Regions from separate parts of the Sus scrofa genome. Here region 2 is linked to region 1. The links are chromatin contacts, called in public Hi-C maps. All regions are on one chromosome and are shown on one strand. Each heading gives the region's core, a stretch centred on a gene start, on an enhancer-like site or on the middle of the called end of the contact. The rest is flanking DNA. Distances are from core to core; before and after follow the strand shown. Region 1 overlaps ADK (adenosine kinase). Region 2 overlaps KAT6B (histone acetyltransferase KAT6B).

Evidence for each region. Hi-C and Micro-C count contacts between places; a contact is called where the count stands out from the background.
Region 2: a contact with region 1 is called in a Hi-C map of embryonic fibroblasts, with 2.0 times the contacts expected there. The contact joins two enhancer-like sites. A contact is called at or near these places in 2 of 47 Hi-C or Micro-C datasets (embryonic fibroblasts and retroperitoneal adipose tissue).

The regions. Positions count from the first base shown.
Region 1 is chr14:77,092,620-77,098,388 of Sscrofa11.1, forward strand. All of the region lies in intron 6 of ADK (adenosine kinase), which reads left to right. Among named protein-coding and RNA genes, the nearest start is that of ADK, 260 kb to the left of the region's middle. Within about 2 kb of position 2,917, at least 2 of the 83 cell types and tissues checked have an H3K27ac peak or open chromatin away from gene starts, as enhancers often do. A contact at or near this core is called in embryonic fibroblasts, where this site is marked.
Region 2 is chr14:77,517,073-77,522,841 of Sscrofa11.1, forward strand. All of the region lies in intron 3 of KAT6B (histone acetyltransferase KAT6B), which reads left to right. Among named protein-coding and RNA genes, the nearest start is that of DUPD1, 120 kb to the right of the region's middle. Within about 2 kb of position 2,744, at least 13 of the 83 cell types and tissues checked have an H3K27ac peak or open chromatin away from gene starts, as enhancers often do. A contact at or near this core is called in embryonic fibroblasts, where this site is marked.

The DNA.
Region 1 (5,769 bases), core at 1,667-4,166:
ATAAGATATTCATATGCATTTAAATAATTTTTTATGAATCTTCATTTAGACTGTTGATAATTTGAGGAATAGAATCCTGTATTTATGTGCTCTAAAATGACCATTCTTCCTCCTGACCAACAGTATTTAATTATAGGTCTCAAGATGCTTTCCAACACCCAGTTGTAAAACTGTTTTTAATATATAAAACATTTAACTAAAGTGATTTTAAGATTGTTTCAATAAATCTTTGGTGTAGTTATCCCTCCCAAAAAGGAATTCTATTATTTAAATTTTCTAAGATTTGATAAAGTTTATTACCATAAAAGCATTGTCTTTCATATACAATATCAGAAGAAGCATCACAGTTTATTTACCTTTCAGAAGCCTTAAGAATAAAGTTATATGATGCCACTGCTCTCCAGATTTCTAATCAAACCCTGGAACAAAAGAGCCAAGCACATTCTATCTGACAATACACACACTGCTAATCAGATGCCAATGCCAAGCTGTCTGCTTTGTTAAATACTTAGCTTCCTAGAGGCAGGAAGACAGCTGCTATAAGTATGATGAAATTTGGTAGTTCAATCTATTTTTACTACCCTTGGGCTACTAAGATACTGTTAATTTAGACCACCCCACTTGGTACACTTTAGGGAGTTTTTTAAAGAGTTTGTAATTAAAATGATAAAACATCATTATTACATTGAAGACCTTCTGTAAGTTTTACATTTGGCAGATACCTACTGAGATAACCCCAGCATGTAATTTACAATGATGTAATGATTGTAATTGCATTTTGGAAAAAAAAAGAGGAACTCTGGGAGGCAAGTGCTTCCTTTAGAAGAGTTTTGAGATCTGCTTCTATTTTATTTAAATCTACTTCTATCCCAAAATTGCCTACCTATAATTGACTGTAGCAGCTGTAAACATTACTACCCAAATATTATTTAAAACATCACCAACACAGACACTACCACCAGGGGGAGAAATCTAAACTCAAAGTCCTTATCTGATGATGATACTGCTAGCAAGTGGATTGTGCTGCTAGACCTATATAGTTAACCACCTCCCAGATGACACTGCCTTTGGAGACATGATTCGCAAATTGTTTGTTAAATCCGTGCTGGCTTAACGCACTACTCAAATATAAATAAAATGGGAAACTTCCATAACTCTTTTTTTTTTTTTAAGAGAGAGTACAAATAAGTAAGCTGAAGACTTATTATTCTTATCTGTCAACCTACTTGAGATGTTGTCCTTCTGAAATTGAATACTTTGGATCTGTGATACCATGTAGTTATCAACACATAAATTAAGATCAGAGGTTATATGATTGATACAGCAAATTTAATAAGTCTCTAAGATAGTTTTCTTGTTTATTGTCCCTTCACTGTAGTTGTGGTCTTTTAATATCTCTCTAGTAAACTATTTTGTGTGCGTGCTTGTCTTTTTGCCTTTTCTGGGGCTGCTCCCGCAGCATATGGAGGTTCCCAGGCTAGGAGTCTAATCAGAGCTGTAACTGCTGGCCTGCACCAGAGCCACAGCAACGTGGCATCCAAGCTGCGTCTGCAACCTGCACCACAGCTCACGGCAACACCGGATCCTTAACCCACTGAGCGAGGCCAGGGATCAAACCCGCAACCTCATGGTTGGGTGAAGGGCATATGGGAACTCTATTATGTGTGGAGATTTTCTATAAATTATTTCCAAATAAAACTTTACTCAAAAGTTGAAATATTTGTACTCACCACCCATCTTAAGAAACAGAACAGGGAAGTTTGTCATGGCTCAGTGGGTTACAAACCCAACTTGTGTCCGTGAAGATACAGGTTCATCCCTGGCCTTGTTGATTGGGTTAAGGATCCGGCGTTGACACAAGCTGTGGTGTAGATGGCAGACATGGCTTGGACCCCATGTAGCTGTGACTATGACATAGTCCGGCTGCTGCAGCTCCAATTCTACCCCTAGCCTGGGAATTTCCACATACTGCAGGTGAGGCCCTAAAAAGCAAAAGACATTTTTAAAAAGAAACAGAACATTATCAGTATCTTTGAATCTCTGTGTCATCCTCATAATCCCATATCTTTCTCCATCCAAAAGGTTACTATTGCCTTTCTGATGTTTCTAATTGTGTCTTCAGCAATGTCTAATATTCTATTTTGCCAGCCTATTGAATTTTAATATCCATTACTTTTTCATTTCTTTCAAATCTGTTTCTTGTTTCATCTTTTTGATAATCTCTGATTCCTTTCTCCAAATTATAATCTTTTCTTTAAATATATTAAACTTATTTTCTGTTTTGTGCCTAGCCTAATAGTTAAAACTTTCGAAGTTCTGATTTTGTTGTCTGTTGTTTCTTCTGGCTCTTACTCAGCCCCCTTATGTTTTGTGTGTGAGCTCATATTCATTATTTGCAGTAATTTCGAGGCTGAGATGAAGATGTGTTTCCAAAGAGAGGATTTGCATGGGAATCTGCCAAAAGTCTGGGGATACTGTCAACCTGGGAACACATTCAAATTAATTTTAGGCTTAAAGCTTTGTGAGCTGCATAGGTAGCATGAGTTCTAGACCCATAAACTTTCATGAGAATGGGCTTGTGGTTAAATTTTCAGGGAAAATATTTTTACCTCCACCCAGCATCAAGTTTGAATCAGGCAAATTTCCTTGCTAATTCTGTCTTTGGGATAAGCATACTTCTGTTTTACTCTTATACTAAGTGTGCAACTCTTTAGAGTTCCAGCTTTATATGGAGATCTCTATAGACTCCCTATCTTCAATATATGTAGGATTTTTCTCCTAAACCTTAGGCTCAGTAGTGTGCTGATAAATACTTTAAAACTTGCTTTCTAAAGGAAAAAAAAGTCCTGATTTATAATATTTGCCAGTTTTATACTATGACTCATTTCAGGCTACCAATGTGAAGTCATTGAACATGAATTTGGGGAAAGATATGTGTAGTTAGCTTTCAGTAGCTGTTTCCAGTGTACCTCTGCCAGCTCTGTACATGGCTGTGAAAACTAAAATTCAATTCATAGAATTTGGCATATCCCCAGAATGAAAGACATTTGAGTGTTTGCTTACTTCCATGGATTTCCATTTTTACTTTGTTTTAGCCTTCTAAAATATTCTGTGTCAACCAAGCAATGTATTTCAAACCAAAAAAGATTGTTTTTTAAAAAAAATCATTTGTTGTTTTCAGCAAAAGTGCTGTTATGGTACCTAAGTCATTTTACTGCCAAAAAAGAACTCCTTCCTGTTTGCAAATATGATTTATTGTTTTTATTTTTGTATTTTAAACATAGTACATGATGATTACATTAAATTTGAGACATAAAAGATTATAGAGTATTCAAATCACCTATTATCTTATTGCACATTTACTTTTTGTGCATACATGTGTCCCTTAGAGTTTGTATATAATTTTCATCATACTGTATCTACTATTTTATAATATGGTTTTTGTTTCTTAATATTTAGTGAAGGTTCATTCATGTTGTTAAGTATTTTTCAGCAATACCCCCGTACCGAGTTACACATGACAGTGAGTATGGAGGCAGATAGGAATTAATTTAATCCAGGAATCCAATCTTTGTGGCATATTAAAATAATTTCCTAAGATTATTCATTACTGCATTTATAATTGTGAAAATATTAGAAATTATATAAATGACCATAGGAGATTGGTTGAAAAAACTATGATACATACATACTATAGAGTACCATGAAGTTTTTTGGGGGTGCACCTGCAGCATATGGAAGTTCCCAGGCTAGAGGTTGAGTCAGAGCTGCAGCTGCTGGCCTGTGCCACAGCCACAGCCACACCAGATGCAAGCCGCATCTGTGACCTGCACCACAGCTCATGGCAACAGCAGATCCTTAACCCACTGAGCGAGGCCAGGGATCGAACCCACATCCCTGTGGATACTAGTTGGGTTTGTAACTCTCTGAAACACAATGGGAACTCCCTCTGCAGCTTTTATATAAACAGATGTGGATTAATACCCAGGGAATATGACACAAAAAAGAAAGCAAATAATACTACCTTTTCTGTAAGAAAAAGGGAAAATAAAATGCGTATGTTGCAGGAATGATAAAGCAGAAAACAACAAAATCTGAAGCCTATGTGTGGCAGAAAGGGAAGTGTGGTAGACAAGCTGTGGATTGGCATAACACTTCTTAGAGTTTATTTTTGGGGTATAGTTTCAAATTTTGATATTACGTTAATATCTTACCTCTTCAGAAGGTTAAGTGAAAATGGTATCAGTAGGATAGGGGATCTAAAACTGTAAGCATACCGAAACAAATGAAATTTAGTTGATTATCAAAAGTCAAATAAATTCCATATACTGAAGGATAAAAAAGAAAGAAATAGGACTAATTCAAGTACTTTATAAACATAGTATTGGCCTGTATATCCTAAGCTGGGACAGAATAAAAGAGGAGGAAAGTATTGCCTACAAATCCTGAACCTTTTTTAGTAGGTTTATTATGTTACTGATACAGGCAAACTAATACTGAAACTATTCTGAGCAAATGAGTAATTGACCTAATATTGTTAGGAGCCTGCATTCTCACTGTGAAAAATGGACAGACAAATATAGACTGGGAGAAGACAGAAAAAAATACTGAGGGGGTGGATTAGATTAGAGGTATCTGTGTAAATATGTACATTCCTATGTATCGGTGATTTGTGTGTGTGTGTGTGTGTGTGTGTGTATACTTATGTATGTGTGTGTGTTTATGTAAATATATATATTTCCTAGCTCTCTTGCCAGTTGGGCAAAGGAGTGAAGTCATTCAAGTAGTAATGACACAACTAGCACTATTTACCACTCTGCAGTTTCCTAGTGCTGCTGTAACCAGTTACCAGAAACTTAAAACCACAGAAATTGATTCTCTCACAGTTCAAGAATTTAGGAGTTCAAAATCTAGGTGTTGGCAGTGTTGATTATTCTTGATCATGGCGGGACAGAGGGAGAGTCTGTTCCATGCCTCTCTCTTATACGTCTAGTGGTTGCTCGCAGTCCTTGAAGTTCCTTGGCCTGTGGCAGCATAACTCTAATTTCTGCTTCTATTGTCGCACATGTTCTCTGTGTGTCTATGCCCAGATTTCCCTCTTCTTGTAAAGACACCGGTCCTTGGATTAGGGCCCATGCAATATGATCTTATCTTGGTTATATCTGCAAAACCTCCAGTTCCACATAAGCCTGCATTCACAAGTAATACAAGGAGTTAGGCCATAACATATCTTTTTGTGGGATACAATTCAGCCTACAACACCACCGAAAGTAACCAAGACTACTTGTTGAAATGGCAGGCTCCAGGTCTCAGCTGTGTACATATAAGATGAACATCTTGTAATGTCACAAAGAAAGTGCTCAAAACAATGATGGATGGTTTATCCTAACTGTGTGGGAGAGAGCTTGAAGGTCTACCATTGGCCAAATTTGGGACAGTTTGAGCACTGAAATAATTAAATACAGGGGAATCTGAGTAAAAGGTACATGTATATGAGTGTTCCTGCACTATTTTTCTTTTTGAAACTTTAGTTATAAATGAGAAATTGAGGAGAAAAACAACTTAAAGTGGGCTCAGATAGTGGAGAGACCCAAATGACACTTAGCCCATCTTCTCAGTGAATATTATTCAAAATAATTCAATTACAGAACTGAATTTGTGTTAATTGTGAAATGTCTTATTTTTTATTATGCCTTTTACAGAATTAAAATGTTACCTAGAATTGCCTTAGGATTTAACACAATAACAGTTTAATATGTACTTTCATAT
Region 2 (5,769 bases), core at 1,494-3,993, 420 kb after region 1:
TGGATATATGTGTCTGTCCCAACGTGAAAAGGGTACATATTATTGCAAATTACACCTCAGTAAATTTGAGGGGTTTTTTGAAGCAAAATTGAAGAAGAGAAACAACTGAGGGTTTATGTTCATGTGGGATAGTATTCTTTTTTTTTTTTTTTTTTTGGTCTTCTTTTAGGGCCGCACCTGCGGCATATGGAGGTTCCCAGGCTTGGGGTCTAATCAGAGCTGTAGCTGCTGGCCTTTGCCACAGCCACAGCAATGCCAGATCTGAGCCACGTCTGCAACCTACACCAAAGCTCATGGCAACACCGGATCCTTAACCCACTGAGCGGGGACAGGGATTGAACCTGCAACCTCATGGTTCCTAGTTGGATTCATTAACCACTGCGCCATGATGGGATCTCCAGGTAGTATTCTTTTAACTTTCTTTTTAGGGCCACACCTGCAGCATATAGAAGCTTCCAGGCTAGGGGTTGAATCAGAGCTGAAGCTGCCAGCCTACACCACAGTCACAGCAACACCAGATTTTAGCAGCAGCATCTGCAACCTACCCTATAGCTGTGGCAACGCCGGATCCTTAACCCACTGAGTGAGGCCAGGGATTGAACCCACATATTCATGGATACTAGTCAGGTTCTTAACCTGCTGAGCCACAATAGGAACTCCTCTTTTAACTTTCTTAAAATGTTTTTATCCAGTGTTGATATCAGAATTATGCTGGCCTCATAAAATGAACTGAGAAATATTTCTCCCTCTCCTCTTTTTTGAAATAGATCATTTAAGATTGTTATTGCAGTCTTCTTAAATCTTTGAAAGAATTCACTAGCAGAGCTATGTGTGCCTGCAGTATGCCTGTGTGGAGGTTTTAAGTTATGAATCATTTTTAACAGCTTTAAAGTTATTCAGATTTTCTGTTTCCTTTTGTGTTAATTTTTGTTGGTTTGGTCTATCAGTGAAGTTGTCCATTTTTCTAAGTTGTCTAATTTATTGACATCATTTTAATGTCTTCAAGATTTGTAGTGATATCTGTCCCTTGCTTATTACTTCCTGATACTGGTAATTAGCATTTTTCTTTTTCTTAATCAAACTAAAGCTTTCTAATAATAAAGTTAAACATCTACCTACCTCATGACCCTGTAGTTCCAGTCTTAGGTATTTACTCAAAAGAAATGAAAACACCTATCCACAAAAATGCGTGCAGAAGAATGTTTATAACTTATCCACAAAAGTACTTTTACAAGAATGTTCATATCAGCTTTACTCATTTTGTCCCTAAACTGAAAAACACTTAAGTCCTGATCAACTGTAGGGAGAATACACAATTTTTTTGTGTGTATTTTACAATAAAATATTACTCAATAATAAAAAGAAATGAATTGCTGATACATGTGACAGTATGAATGACGATGACAATAGAGTGAGTAAAAGAAGCCCTACACAAAAGAATTCCATGTCTGACTCCATTTATGTGAAGTTTTAGGACAGACCAAATCAAACTGTGGGGGTAGGAATCAGAATAGTGGTTGCTTGGAACGGAGCGTTGGGAGGATTTGTGTGGGAAGGGGCAGGAGAGAACTGTCTGGGGTTAACGAGTAGTCTCTATCTTGATAGTGATGGGGGTTATGTGAGTATATGTGTGTTTTCAAACTCTATGAAGTACACATTTTTTTATATGTAAAATATACCTAAACTCAGTTGTACAACATTGTGAATGCACCTGACACTGAACTCTACACTTGACGGGGGTTAAAATGGTGCACTTTAAGTATATTTTTACAATTCACAAAATGTAAACGGGTAGATGTGATGTGAAGGTTCTAAATGGGCAAACATTTCAAGTGTTTATTTTCTCTCATACCATGTGCTGCTCTATTATTTCTTTACCATTTATATACTAAAATAAAAATGTAATTTAGAAAATGATGAGAAAATACCAAATATGAGAAATAATGTTACATTTATGTATTCAACAAATATTTATCAAATAATTAGGGTATGTAATTCTTCATTCTGTGTGATAATTAAGATAACCAAACAAGGATCTCCTTCAAAGAGCTCACAGTGTGCTAAACTTTGACTTAAAATATGCAAATAAATTAATTGCATAAAAATAAAGAGCTTTCTTCCACCTACTGTATATCCTTTAGTAGGTTTCTGTAGACTCTTAAAGTTCTAGGGAATTGAGCCCAAAAACCCTTGCCCCAGGGAGAAGGCCTGTCACTCTGGTATTTCTCTTCCTGGCCTTGCTGTAGTTTGCATTGACAGGGGAGGGGCTTATGTTCTGTGCCCTTCCTTCCTTCCCACACAGCCTACAAGTGGGGCTAGAGGACCAGAGAGCAGACTGTCACTGATAGTATTCATGTAGGGGCTGGGTTGGTGTCTGGCCTAAAGCATTAGTAGATCTAGAACCTCCACCACAAAGAGATTTAGGGCAGATTCCAAACAACAAGGTCAGAACTCTTGACATTCAGGTAGTAATTATCATAGCAATTCTCCTTTCCTGCTGTTCATGACTAATGTAATGAAAGGGTCAAAGTTTGCCTGAAAGTGAAGGAAACAAAAGCAGAAAAGTCAAGGGCACAGAAAGTCAGTAACCAGATGGTTTAATGTGCCCAGAGGGCAATTGAGAATTGATAGTGGAATTGCACTGCTTTTATTGGTTCTGTGAGGACAAGCACTTGGAGTACCAGTTATATTCTACTTGGCATACTTGAGTGCTGAGTATTAGTAACTTGTTGCATGACACATAACACCTCAACTGCCTGATAAATCTCGAGAATGTAGAACATTGTTGCAGGGGGTGGAGGTGGTGATGATAATATTACTGAGAAAGTGACTAACTACCGTGTGACTTTTCTAGCTTGTTACTATCCATCAACCCATGTCTCATCTCTTCATTCTACTTCCTTGTTTCCGATTACAATCAATTCAGTTGCCTGTGTCTCTGAGCAGTTAATGCAGGTTTCTCTTGATGGAATTGGTTAATGAGAATATTTACGTTCACATCATGCCTAGATTCCATTTTATGTACCACATCTAGACGAAAACAGATGCCTTGGGGCAACTGAGGACGCCAGCTGTATGAGTCCAACTGTATGACATTCTGGAAAAGGCAAAACTATGGATACAGTTTAAAAAAAAAAAAAAGAAGTGGTTACCAGGGCTTAGAGTAGGGAGGGAGAGATGACTAGCCAGAGCAAGAGGATATTTTAGGTCAGTGAAAATACTCTGTACAAAACTATATTGGTAGATACATGTCATCATAAATTTGTCCAAACCCATAGAACATACAATACCAAAAGAGAACTCTAATGCTGATAATAACATGTCAGTTTAGGCTTATCAGTTTTAACAAATGTATGGGATGTTGATATGGGAGAGGCCATGTATGTGTGGGGGCAGGGGGCATATGGGAAATTTCTGTGCCTTCCTCAATTTTGCTGTGAACGCAAAAGTTCTCTTTAAAAAGTCTAGGAAAAAAATTGTTAAAGATTTGTGATACCTGACTATGCATTGATTTTAAAATTCCATTTTTCAAAATCTAGGGTAGAGTTGATATTATATTACTACTATTGTGACATACTTGCTGAAGAGAATAGTTTGTAAATCCTAAGCTGACTTCCTATAACCATGTGTTGAATTTCCAGCTGTGTTGAATCAGACTTTGATCTGTCTTAAGATAAATGCAGTATCTGCAGTTTCTAATGGTGGGGGTGTAGGAGAGATTTTCAGATGAAATCTTAAAAGCCAAGTCTCTGTCTAGATACAGAATTAAAGACTCTGGGGAAGGCAATTGTTTTGTGTCCTACCCGGCCCGCCCCAATTTTTAGGCCTCATCTCTTACCCAGCTCACCCCCCCAAAAAGAACAGATGAGATGCTTTTGTTAAATGCAGTGTGCAGGATTAGATTTGTTTCCTTCCAATAGAATCACTTTCCTTAATCAGCACTCATATAAATGGCACACCTGCCTAATTAGAACACGTTCTAGACTACAGGATACAGCGTGAGCATTTCAATTAGCTCCACACAATTGATAACTATTGTGACTCATGTTCTTAGAAACTCTTCCCTTCTCTTCTTATTCCTCTGTGGCTAAGCTTTTATTATTTTATGCTTCTGAATCAGCCTTTGATTGTAGGAATTTCCCCGTATGTGGTCATTGATATTATTTTTGTTTCCAAGCGATTCTTTAAATGGAAAAAAAAGAGGGGATGTGTTTATGGGTATGTGTAGGGATGCTTTTAAATATTTTTATTTTATTAGATTTAATTTACTTGTTGTCAACTCTTAAAATACAGAGAACCCTCTTGGCTGTGACAGGGAGGTAAAATACAGCAGTCACATTCAAGATCTCCATACATTAGCAATAATAAATCCTTTTGCCCTGAGTAATACAGAAACTCAATCCAGAGCCAGTGGGGATGATGTAGTGCTCCCTCGCAGAACCAATTACCCACAGAGAAGTATAATGAGCAGGGGAGGTGATACAATCAAAATCTGTATAGCGAGAGGAAAATTGTGGTAAAATTGTTGCCTATGAAAAGTCTTGCAATAAGTGTATCTCCAATTATCTTCTGGAAGAAATTATTTAGACATCTCTTTAGGTCAAAATTCACGACAGAATTGCACGAGTAGCCTTAGAATAAAACAGAAGGGTACATGAGTATAGAGAAAATGGCGGTGGGCGTGTTGTGAATAGAGCGCTGTTGTGCCCGGAGGGTCTGCAGGAGCCTCGCTGCTGCCGTGAGGCTGTGCTGGTCACCAGACCTTCTTGCAAAGGGATGGCTGCACTGACCACTGTTACAGCACATGCCGACAGGGACAAGCTAATGCTCTTAAAAAAATAAGATGATTTAGATGATCACAGGAAGACTCTCCCTTCAGAGTTCGTATATTTCCCAAGACCACATCTTAAGCAGATTGCTGTAGAGGAAAATCCTGAGTGAGCATGATCTATATCCTAATTAGGAGTGGGCTTGATCTGTTCAGACAGATATCAGATGAACAAGTGGGTTAAGTGGAGAGAAATGAAGTCTAACTCCTTATTAGATAAGTGTCAAGTAGAGTGCTGAAGTGGCAAAAAAAAATCTTAATATGTTCCCTAAAAACAACATGAACAGTTTCAACTTCTCTTGTTTGTGAAAATAATGAATTACCAATAAGCAAGCACACAAAGTTTATAAATTTTTTTAAAAAATAAGTTGAACAGATTAATGCTTTTGTTTTAATTGTGTTACTCTTCACTGCAGTGTATTGACTTCTTTTTTTAAAACTTGTGTTATTCCTTGAGAGGGAAAGTGGGAGTGGGGGAATCACAATTAGGTCCTGGCAACCAGGCATGGTCCAAAATCTGTCTTACCTATAACCTATGGTGGCTCTTAGTGAGTGAGCCCTAATAGTTAATACTTCTGGTAGTGATGAGGTACTTTTCCTGCCAGCTGATTTTAAGATTTTGGTTCTATCCTGACAGATTATATCTGGGGAAGTACAATTATGTCCAGATGTAAGTGTCATTCATTATAAATGGTCAGAGTAGGAAAAAAGCATTCACATGAGACCATGATGGAACCCACCTTGCCATTGATGGTTGCTTCATATTGAAGTCATTAAAAATGTACATTAGGGAGTTCCCATTGTGGCTCAGTGGTAATGAACCCACCTAGTATCCATGAGGATTCAGTTTGATTCTTGGCCTTGCTCAGTAGGTTAAGGATCTGGCGTTGCCACGAGCTGTGGTGTATGTTGCAGACTCAGCTCGGATCCCCCTTAGCCTG